3 separate regions of the Mus musculus genome follow, and all the other regions are linked to region 2. Evidence: chromatin contacts called from public Micro-C data. All regions are on one chromosome and are shown on one strand. The core of a region is the stretch at or near the end of the contact, and the rest is flanking DNA. Distances in the headings are between cores, read along the strand shown. Region 1 holds the start of Vcpkmt (valosin containing protein lysine (K) methyltransferase). Region 2 overlaps Sos2 (SOS Ras/Rho guanine nucleotide exchange factor 2). Region 3 holds the start of Sos2 (SOS Ras/Rho guanine nucleotide exchange factor 2).

Region 1 (3,292 bases), core at 762-3,261, 36 kb after region 2:
TGCTACTGATTAAATAAGCTCTTAAGAATTAGTAAACTTGTTGGATGGCAGTGGCCCACAGCTGTAATCCCAGCACCCTGGTTGCAGGGGCAGGTGGGCTTCAGGGTTTGAGAGCAGCCTGGTCTACAGAGCAAGTCCCAGGACAGCCAGGGCTACACAAAAAAACCTTGTCTCAAAAGTCAAAATACAAACAAAAGAGAGAAAAGGAAGGAAGGAAAGAATTTGAAATATTAAAATGCAAAAGCCCTTCACCATAGCCCCCAGGTGATCAGCAGCATTGCTTCCTCGGCTCCCCAGTGCTGCCCTAGGCCAGTATAAAGACTCTGTATTGCACTGTAGACTCTGCTAGCAGACGGCACTGAGAGGAGCCAGCGCTCGAGGGCGTTCTCACGCCTGACTGATAGATACCTTTTTAGGGTGATGAACTTACACAGATGCAGAAGATATGGGGTGGTGGTCCTGGGTTTTAACCCTCTGACCGTCTTCTAGCTTCTAATTTTGTTTGGTTTTTACATCTAGGAGACTTAGGAATAATACCCACTGTTCTTAAACTCTTTGAGACCATGTCTTAAATGTCAGTATTTGCTGCTGAAGACAAAAACGGAAAATAGAATGAAATAATAGAATGCACTGTGTTTATTATTTTGTTAAAATTATAAACAGTTCTACATAACCTGATTATAGAAGAAGGGCATGTGTTCATTAAGATGTGCCTTTTGTTTTGCAGTGTATGGTGTTTAGCTAATCATTGTTTAGCTAATGATTTGCCTATTATTTGGGAAGACAAAATTAATATGCCATATATGTACAGTTTATTTATATTGTATATATTTAAAGATAATGCTAATAACCTCTATAAATGTAAGTGACTTGAGGCCTATAATACAATCTGCTATTTGACTAATTTGTAAGTCTGGAACAAAAGTGTCTTATGGCATAAGAACCAACTGCCATTGTCAAACCTATTAACTGTCTTTAATCTCGTGTTAACTGAAATTTTTGAAAAGTTTTTCCAGATTAGTAATATTTAAACAGAAAATACTTTAAAAAGCTTTATTAAATTTTTTAATCAGGATAAAGCTTTGCCATTTGGATACTATCATTCAAAGTGATCAAGGTATGTATGTTATGCTGATAGTGCAGTAGCAGCCATTGTAAAGTAGCCAAAAGCCACGTTGTTTATCTACTGGTCTGTGGCCTTTTACTGTGCTTTGTATCAGAGTTCTTAACAAGATTAATAAATCACCTCAGTCTTAATTTGTAAAAGATTTGCAATATTGTTTTTCATCACAAAGAGCAAGGAGAAGCTGGGAATAGTGGTGAGCACCTGTAATCGCAGAACTTGGGAGGTTAGACGGAAGCATCTGGACTTAAAGGCGACTCGACTACGTGAAGAGTATGAAGAGTTTGAACCTACTTGGGATACAGGAGGCCATCCTGAAAACAAAAAAACAAAAAACAACAAAGCTGAAAAAAATCTAGAAGAACGAATAGCTATCATCTGTTTATTACGTGTGTGTGTGTGTGTGTGTGTGTGTGTGTGTGTGTGTGTGTTCATACTAGAGATCCAATGTGACAGGCCAACCTGCAGGTCTCTCCTTCTACTATGTGAGTCCTTGGTCTTGCTGGCCATCTTTTGGCCCCGTGGGATGTAAAAGGACTAACTTTTCTTTACCATTAAAAGCAAGTAGCACGTTCCCAGCCACCACGTTTATGCATTCATATGAAAAGGAAGCACAGTAGGAAAACTTCTTGAATATAACCATTTTTAGATAGGACCTGGGTAGCTGCCTAGATCTATCGCCAGCGGCTCTGTGTGAGCCGTTCTCCAGCTATGTATAAGCACTGTCGGTCGCTTTGCTTCTTAAAGTGCCTATCATTGTAGCAGCAGCTGGGCCACTCCTGGGTAGGTTCTGCTGCTTCCTGCGGACTTTGAGAGTCACGCATGCGCCTTGGGCAGCCGCCCTGCCGCTGGGAGGTACGGGTGCTGCGTGGGCGTGACGTTACCGCGTGCCGCAGCCTGCGGCGGGCCGGGGCAGGGATGGCGGCCGCCGTGGAGCCGGAGGTGGAGGACCCGCTGTGGAGCTTTGTGCGGGTTCTGGAGAAGCGGGATGGGACAGTGCTTCGGCTGCAGCAGTACGGCTCCGGGGGCGTGGGTTGCGTTGTGTGGGACGCCGCCATCGTCCTTTCCAAATACCTGGAGACGCCGGGGTTTTCTGGCGACGGGGCCCACGCGCTGAGTCGGCGCTCGGTGCTGGAGCTGGGCTCCGGCACGGGGGCCGTGGGGCTCATGGCTGCGACCCTCGGGTAAGAGCTGGCGGGAAGGCGCTGGTCGCCCAGCATCAGGTCACCGGCGTGCAGCCTTGCGCCTGTACCTCAACGAGGTTGTTTTTTTAGGGCAGATGTTATAGTCACTGATCTTGAAGAGCTGCAGGACTTGCTGAAAATGAATATTGATATGAACAAGCATCTTGTGACTGGTTCTGTTCAAGCCAAGGTACTGAAATGGTTTGTATGGCCTTTCAGCTTGTTTTTAAGATAATCGATCGCTTACATGGGCTTTAAATTGCATTTTACACAACGCTTGCTTAATATGAGGGGAGCCTTCTGCTTCTCGTTTCTAAAATGAACACTTTAAATCGTCAGAGCATCAGTTAAAGACATACGTTTGACATTTTTAAGGGGTGAAGACATAGAAGACTTGATGTCACCAGACTACATATTGATGGCAGACTGTATATACTATGAGGAGGTGAGTAGTGGTCGAACTGGTGTGTCCGAAAGCCCACAGCTCTCCGTGGTTTAACACCTCCAGGTGTGGGATATTTGTTCTATAGATGATGAGGCAGTAAAGAGAAGTTAAACTATCAAAGGCAACACATTCGCACAATTCAGGATAGGCATACAGGCCTGCCTGTGCGAGGTGGTTGAGAAAACTTGCGTGCATTCTACTGGAGACTTTTTGGAAAAATTTAAAAGGATTTTCCGATTTGCATATATTCTAGAAAACTAAGATACCTTCTGTTTGTTTGTCTGTTTGTTCATTTGTTTTTCTTTTCCCATTGACTGCTAACTGTGACTTTGGAAATTAATTAAAATGCAGGTTGGCTCACTCCTAGAATCCTAGCACTCACAATTGCCATGAATGCTAGGCCAGCACAGAGTGAGACGCTCCAAAATTAGTTATTCTCAGTGACAACATTTTATTAGACTTGTGGAATGATTTTCTTCCCATATCAGTTTATGCAGTATTGGACAGTATTTAGTTTTAAGTTGATGCCTTGAGCCAACT
Region 2 (3,327 bases), core at 142-2,641:
GTTGAATTTAATGTTATAACAATGTCCTCCTGCAGAGGGTCTGGTTCGATTGCCAGTACCTACAGTACCTACAACCATCTGGGACTTCAGCTCCAGGGGAAAGAATGCCCCCTTCTTGCCTCTGTGGGCACCAGGTACAAATTGGCATGTAGATATGTATGTAGACTAAGCACCCATAAACATATAATAATGTAAAAATTAAAAGTATACCAATAAAACCCTTTATAGTGTTTGGTTACACACAGCTTTTGACACATTGAAATGTTAAATTTGCTTATTTTATTCTGTTGTAAAACAAATATATGTCAACTTTTTAAATTGCCAGAACTTAAGTATTTAACAGAGAGTATGTAGTAATTTTAGGAGTTTATCTTATTGTATGTCTTCATATTAGTGAATAAAAGTAACTTTAAAAAAAAAAAAAACCAACAAACTTTGAAAGCCAGACCTGGTGTACATACCTTCGATCCCAGCACTCGGGAGGCACAAACAGTTCTCTGTGAGTTTGAGGCCAGCCTGGTCTACAAAGCTAGTCTAGGACAGCCAGGGCTCTGTTACACAGAGAAACCCCATCTTGAACAACCACGAGAAAAGTGTTGCTTTGTAATTGTGTGTGTAGTATTGAGGTGGGTGTGGGTGGGCGCTGGGGACACAGGTGGAGGGCAGAGGACAGGCTGTGGAGTTGGTACTCCTTCTGCCTTTCTGTGGGTTCTGCACACGGAACTCAAGTCATTAGGTTTGCCTAGCAAGCGAGTTAGCCAATTAGCCATCCCGCTGGCCCTAAAGTAACTCTTAAAAGTCATGCTTTAAATACTTTAAATTATTTTGTATAATAAAAAGTTCCTAAATCATTTCACAGTTATCTTTTTCATTGACTTTTATGCTGACAGTACTTTATATCTTCATTGGGTTTGTTAACAGAGGGTTGGTTTTAAGAAGTCAGATGGTATATGTAATTATACAAAGTTACAGTTGTCTTTATTAACTATATTAGTCTTTTTGCTGTGTCCAAATATCTGACAAGAAACAAAGTTAGTGAGGAAGGAGTATGGTTGAAGAAGGGATGTAGTCCATCACTGGGGGAAGCATGGCAGCATCCTCAGTCAGGAAGCGAAGGACTGCAAGGAAGGCCAGGCTACTGAAAGAAAGATGAAATTTCAAGACCTGTAAGTCATATCAACTACTCAGAAATTGCTGGTTGTTTGTGAGCTAGAGGCTGCCTGGGGCTGAGAATAAAGAAAAACAAACCCGGGTATGCCCCGTAGTTAAAACATTCCTGGGAACATCTTGACCATAAGATAAAGAAAAATGCAAGGACACAAGCAGGGCTATCTTGTCTGAGTCAATCCCATCTGGCTGGAACCTCCCCTCTGTCTTTGGCCCCTTGACACAGGGTAAAGTCATACATCAACTGGTTGCTATGTGAACAAAGATAAGCACCCAGCCCACAGGAACAAAGTCCTGATGCCCTTTCTCTGACGTGTAATCTTTCTGTTGTTTGAATGAGCGAATCCCATACCTTTGTTGAAATTCCTCGCACCCCTAACCCTTATTCTTTCATAAAAACCCCTAGTTTTCGAGCCTCGTGGCCAACATCCGTTATCTCCTGTGTGGGATACATGTCGGTCCGGAGCTCCGTCATTAAACTGCCTCATGTGATTACAGCAAGATAGATTCTCATGTTTCTTTGGGTGCTCTCTCCCGAGATTAGAGTGGGGGTCCCTGAAAGGGGGTCTTACACTACAAAACCTTCAGATGCCCCAGTGGGAGGGAAGCCCACCTCCTAATGGTTCCACAGCCTTCATCACACAGTGCTACCAGCGGGAACAAAGTGTGCAGACACATAAGCCTATGGGAGACATTGCACCATCAACTGCAGCATTAAATACATTGAGGTTTTAAATATCTGTTTCCACTTTAACTACAAAGAAGTTGAGAGTAGAACCAAAGAATGTAATTTTTTTTCTCCCCTCCCCCCCTTAGCAGTTGAAGGCATGCAGTGAAGAGCAGGAGGACAAAGAGTGCTTGAATCAGGCTATAACTGCCCTCATGAACCTCCAAGGCAGCATGGACCGCATTTACAAGCAGCACTCCCCCAGACGCCGGCCTGGGTAAGTCTGGACCGTGCTTCTTCACCGTGTGTGATAGCCTCTGTTCCAGGTGGGATTTACAATGACACCACGGTCTTGAAAATTATGCTTATGCTTTTGTGACCTGTGTTAGTCAGGAAATCACCAAACTACCATTGTTACATTGATAGGATATAGCTTACAAATTTAAATATATATTTACTGAAATTTTATGTAATTTTCTGCAGTGTGGAATTTTTTAATAATTTTAGTTCTTATGGCTCAAGGAATAAAATATTCAGCTGTAATATTTACTTTGGTAGTAGTAAAATCGAGTTAGCTGCTATTGAGGGGCAGGGCTAGAAGAAAATAATTGTTAGAAATATAGTTTAATATTTCATTATTTAAGCTTTTGAATGCTGAGTATTCAAACCCAGGGCTTTTTACATGCTAAGTATGGACTCAGTCATTGAAGTATACCCCTCAACTCAGCTTAATACTTTGGTTATTTGATTTGGGATTACATAATCATTATCACTGAATAAGCCAAAAGTTACCTTGCTTTTTAACATTTTCTTTTTCTTTTAGGGATCCAGTTTGCCTTTTTTACAATCGTCAATTAAGAAGCAAACACCTGGCTATCAAAAAAATGAATGAAATTCAGAAAAACATAGATGGGTGGGAAGGCAAAGATATCGGACAGTGTTGTAATGAGTTCATAATGGAGGGGCCACTGACCAGAATTGGTGCTAAACACGAAAGGCATATCTTTCTCTTTGATGGCTTAATGATCAGCTGTAAACCCAATCATGGCCAGACCCGGCTTCCAGGATATAGCAGTGCAGAATACAGATTAAAGGAGAAGTTTGTCATGAGGAAAATTCAAATCTGTGATAAGGAAGACGCCTGTGAGTACAGACATGCTTTTGAATTAGTGTCCAAAGATGAAAACAGTGTAATATTTGCTGCCAAATCAGCTGAAGAGAAAAACAACTGGATGGCAGCCCTCATTTCCCTGCACTATCGCAGCACTCTAGACAGAATGCTGGACTCTGTGCTGCTGAAAGAAGAGAATGAGCAGCCCCTGAGGCTACCCAGTCCAGATATGTATCGCTTTGTGGTAACAGACTCTGAGGAAAACATTGTGTTTGAAGACAACTTGCAAAGCAGAAGTGGGATCCCCATAATTAAAGGAGGCACTGTGGTGAAGTTGATCGAAAGGCTAACATACCACATGTATGCAGGTACGTGAGACTAA
Region 3 (3,262 bases), core at 506-3,005, 63 kb before region 2:
ATACCAATTAAAAATTCTTAATACTTGGCGAAACAAATACATCTTCAGGCCAGATTAAGCTCAGGGGAGCCTTCCAATAGCCTTTGCCAAGAATAAAACTTCCCACCAATGACTTTCCTATGAGAAAATACAATTGCAGTCTGATAATTTGACAGCTTCGTGTTTTATAGCTAGGGTCTAGGAACTTTAGGAAAAATAAGCTTTCTCTATAAACCAGAGTGTATTTAGTACATGGGACTATGAACATGGCCATTTATTAGAAGACAACTTTAGAACTTTTATTAGAAACAACTTTAGTGTTATTATGTAGGCACACGCGTGTGCGAGGACACACATATGCCACATTTCAGATGTAGACAGGTCAGGGAACAACCTTGCGAAGCCGGTTCTTTCCTTCACGTGGGTTCCAGGGGTGGAACGCAGGTTGTCAGCCTTGGGAAGCGAAGCAGGTACCTTTTCCTCGACAGCCCCAGAGGACTTTTTTTTTTTTAAACACTGTGGATACTTAGATTAAAAAAGAAACCAAAAACAAAACAAAACGGAAACCTCCGATCTCTTTAAGTATTTAGTTGCCATTTTTACTTTATGAAGTCAAAATGGTGTTGTGTTTGGGGGAGAACAATGTTCACCCACTGATTCTGGAGCTGAAATTACTACACAAGTTATCTTTTCCAGTCTGTTCTTCTGTTCCCTTCCTCACTTCGGTGGCTGGCAGCATGACTGTTTACAGCCCGTTGGGAGCAATCTGTTCAGCGATTTTAGTGGGATGAAATTTGGGTTAGTGAAAAAGTTTCCAAAGTACATGCCCCTTCAACTTAAAAAAGCATAGGGACAGAGGATTTTTAGGTTTTTTTTTTTTAATGCTAATTAGTGTGACTGTATCGCAGGATCCAGGTTCTGTAGAACCTTAAGTGGAAAGGATTTGAACATGATTAACCTAAGAACAATATCTGAAAGTTTTTGGATACTTTTTTTTTTTTTTTTTTTTTGATCCATAGGGACTCTAGGTGAAAGACCTCGAACTGAAGTCATCTGGCCCTTCAACGTGCGCTAAGAGCTTCCCATGACCCTACAATGTGACTTTATGAATAGCCACTATCACCTAAATATACAAAGGAGCCACACAGAGCACACGTTAAATAAATATCCTATCAGCCCAAATGTCCTTTTCTCCCCACATCTGTGTTCTGCCTCCCAGAGCTGCAGTCACGGGCTCGGGGGTCCCCTAGGGCTGTACCGAATCAGGATTGTCTGCCAGGACTCGGAACGCTGCCGAGTTCGTCTGGAAGAGCCACCCCGCCCCGTGCACGTTCCCAGGAGAGACCGATTACCCTCCCGGCCCCGGGGCCCCGCACCAGACGCCTCGGCCCGCTCGGCGGCGCGCATGCTCCGTGCTGGTCTTCTCCAGAGACTCGGGAGAGCGAGCGCGGGGCCGAGCCGAGCCGAGCCGCCGCTGCAGGCACCGGGCGCTCGGCGGCGGCCGGCGGGGCTGGAGGGGCGGCGGCGGCGGCGGCGGCCAGTGCCGTGCACGCCGGACACGCGCGCCCGCTCGGCCCCGAGGGCCCTCTGGAGGTGACTCGGGCGGACCCGGCGGTGGCGGCGGCGGCGGCGGCGGCGGTAGCGGCGGCTGCGCGGAGGGCGGGGGAGGCGATGAGGACGCTGCGGGCCGCCGCTGTCTGCCCGCCGCGGCCGTAGCGGGAGTCGGGGCGGGGGCGAGGCCGGCGGTGCCCCGCGCTGCGCACCCAGACAAAGGAGGAGGAGCCTCGGGCCAGCGGGCCGGCGCCGCGGGGACAGCAGGACGCCTCGGGCCGCCGCGCTTCCTCGGGGCTGCGGGGCCGCCAAGCCTCGGCGAACGCCCGCCCGCCGGCGCCGCCCCCGAGCGCTCGGCCGGAGCTGCGGCCCGGGCGGGAGGCGGCGGCCGGGGCGAGGCGAGGCGAGGCGGCCGGCGCCCTGCCTGTCAGGCCACCGGCCCGGCCTCCGATGCGGAGGCGCTGCGGCCGGGGCCATGCAGCAGGCGCCGCAGCCCTACGAGTTCTTCAGCGAAGAAAACAGCCCGAAATGGCGGGGACTATTGGTCCCGGCCCTGCGGAAGGTCAGTGCTGGGGCCGAGGGAGGTGCCGCGGGGCGACGGGCTGGGGGGCCGGGCCCGGAGCTCGCACAACTTGTAACGGGGAGAGCGAGGAGCGGGGAGCACGGCTCGCGCCCGCCCCGCGTGCCGCGGCCGAGCCTTCTCTGGCCGGGCTGCGGGCGCTCCTAATTGCCTGTTGCATCCCGAAGGACGTTTTCTCAACTTTCTTTTTTGGCCTGGTCCCGGAAGGAAGGTTTTGTTATGATCATAAAACTGGATTTCATCTTACAGTCATTTCGTCAGGCAACTTCCGCCGTTGACCAATGCGTTGTCCTCAGGCTGGATTCTGGCAACACAGAGTCCCACTGGTTTTTTTCGTTTCTAAAACAAATGCGCAATTTTGGACCGAGAGGCTACTTTGAATTAAGTTCTTGGGGCTGGGGGTGCTCGCCTCGGGCGGCTTGCTTGCTACGCTCGCCCATTCGCCTGTTGAGGCTGTGCTGTTTTCGCTAATATGGATGTGTGTTTCCCATGTGTGAAGTGTCAGTGAGTCATAGTATTCGTTCTCCAGCTCTTGGGGTGAATCTAAAGCGCCTCCCCACTTCCTGCAGAAGTCTTACCTGAATACAAAGATTGCCTCACAAAATGTGGTCAGTTTCTTCACAGCGACGAGGACTTGCAATAACCACTTTTAAGGGACAGTTGCGGGGGCGGGCGGGGGGGGGGAGGTGGCTCGTTGCTAATCAATCTTTGGAGATTAGATACATTGCTAGGGTGCGTGTCTCCGATTGGTTGGTGCTAGTCTTATATGAAGTTAGGTAATTATGCCATTCTCTTTGTTGCTCTGGGCCAGCAAGAGACTCGTTAGGGAAGGTGATTTGCGGTCCAACAACACAAGCTTGATGGCTTGAATTTCATTCCTGGAATCCACGTAAAGGTGATAGGGGAGAACTGACTCCACAAAGCTGTCCTGGCCTTCATGCAGGCCCTCACCACACACACACACACACACACACACACACACACACACACACACACATGCCACTAACACATATATCACACACACACACTTTAATAAGAAACCTCCACTAGGTAAAATACCACAATTGAGGGAGAATGTAAGATGTAAGGAGTAAAAGTACCTTTTGGGTTCCTGAGTTCATGTGCAGAACCCAGGGGGGAAGGAGAGAACTG

Evidence for each region. A called contact is a pair of places that touch in the nucleus more often than the background predicts.
Region 1: a Micro-C map of granulosa cells shows a contact between it and region 2, with 1.6 times the contacts expected there. The contact joins the promoter of Vcpkmt here to the enhancer-like site in region 2. A contact is called at or near these places in 7 of 39 promoter capture datasets (the 3T3-L1 cell line, the HPC-7 cell line, frontonasal cranial neural crest and 3 more), 1 of 15 datasets of contacts at CTCF or cohesin (the NIH/3T3 cell line), 4 of 484 Hi-C or Micro-C datasets (double positive thymocytes, embryonic stem cells, epidermal suprabasal cells and 1 more), 3 of 115 datasets of contacts at active chromatin or transcription factors (embryonic stem cells and extraembryonic endoderm stem cells) and 3 of 9 other capture datasets (adipose tissue, liver and pancreatic islet).
Region 3: a Micro-C map of granulosa cells shows a contact between it and region 2, with 1.7 times the contacts expected there. The contact joins the promoter of Sos2 here to the enhancer-like site in region 2. A contact is called at or near these places in 8 of 39 promoter capture datasets (3T3-L1-derived adipocytes, embryonic stem cells, hippocampal neurons and 3 more), 25 of 484 Hi-C or Micro-C datasets (the AML12 cell line, CD4 T cells, the HPC-7 cell line and 16 more), 11 of 115 datasets of contacts at active chromatin or transcription factors (CD8 T cells, the HPC-7 cell line, the SCID.adh cell line and 7 more) and 2 of 9 other capture datasets (adipose tissue and pancreatic islet).

The regions. Positions count from the first base shown.
Region 1 is chr12:69,581,736-69,585,027 of GRCm38.p6, reverse strand. Vcpkmt (valosin containing protein lysine (K) methyltransferase) reads left to right here and starts at 2,011. Exons shown (of 6, transcript NM_001033236.3): 1 at 2,011-2,307; 2 at 2,398-2,508; 3 at 2,683-2,752. The coding sequence starts at 2,042. It overlaps Sos2 (SOS Ras/Rho guanine nucleotide exchange factor 2), which reads left to right. Exons shown (of 23, transcript NM_001135559.1): 23 at 1-1,267.
Region 2 is chr12:69,616,840-69,620,166 of GRCm38.p6, reverse strand. It overlaps Sos2 (SOS Ras/Rho guanine nucleotide exchange factor 2), which reads left to right. Exons shown (of 23, transcript NM_001135559.1): 9 at 1,987-2,111; 10 at 2,658-3,313. Among named protein-coding and RNA genes, the nearest start is that of Gm31679, 6.8 kb to the left of the region's middle. Within about 2 kb of position 1,391, at least 11 of the 459 cell types and tissues checked have an H3K27ac peak or open chromatin away from gene starts, as enhancers often do. A contact at or near this core is called in extraembryonic endoderm stem cells and granulosa cells, where this site is marked.
Region 3 is chr12:69,680,345-69,683,606 of GRCm38.p6, reverse strand. It overlaps Sos2 (SOS Ras/Rho guanine nucleotide exchange factor 2), which reads left to right and starts at 1,755. Exons shown (of 23, transcript NM_001135559.1): 1 at 1,755-2,092. The coding sequence starts at 2,006.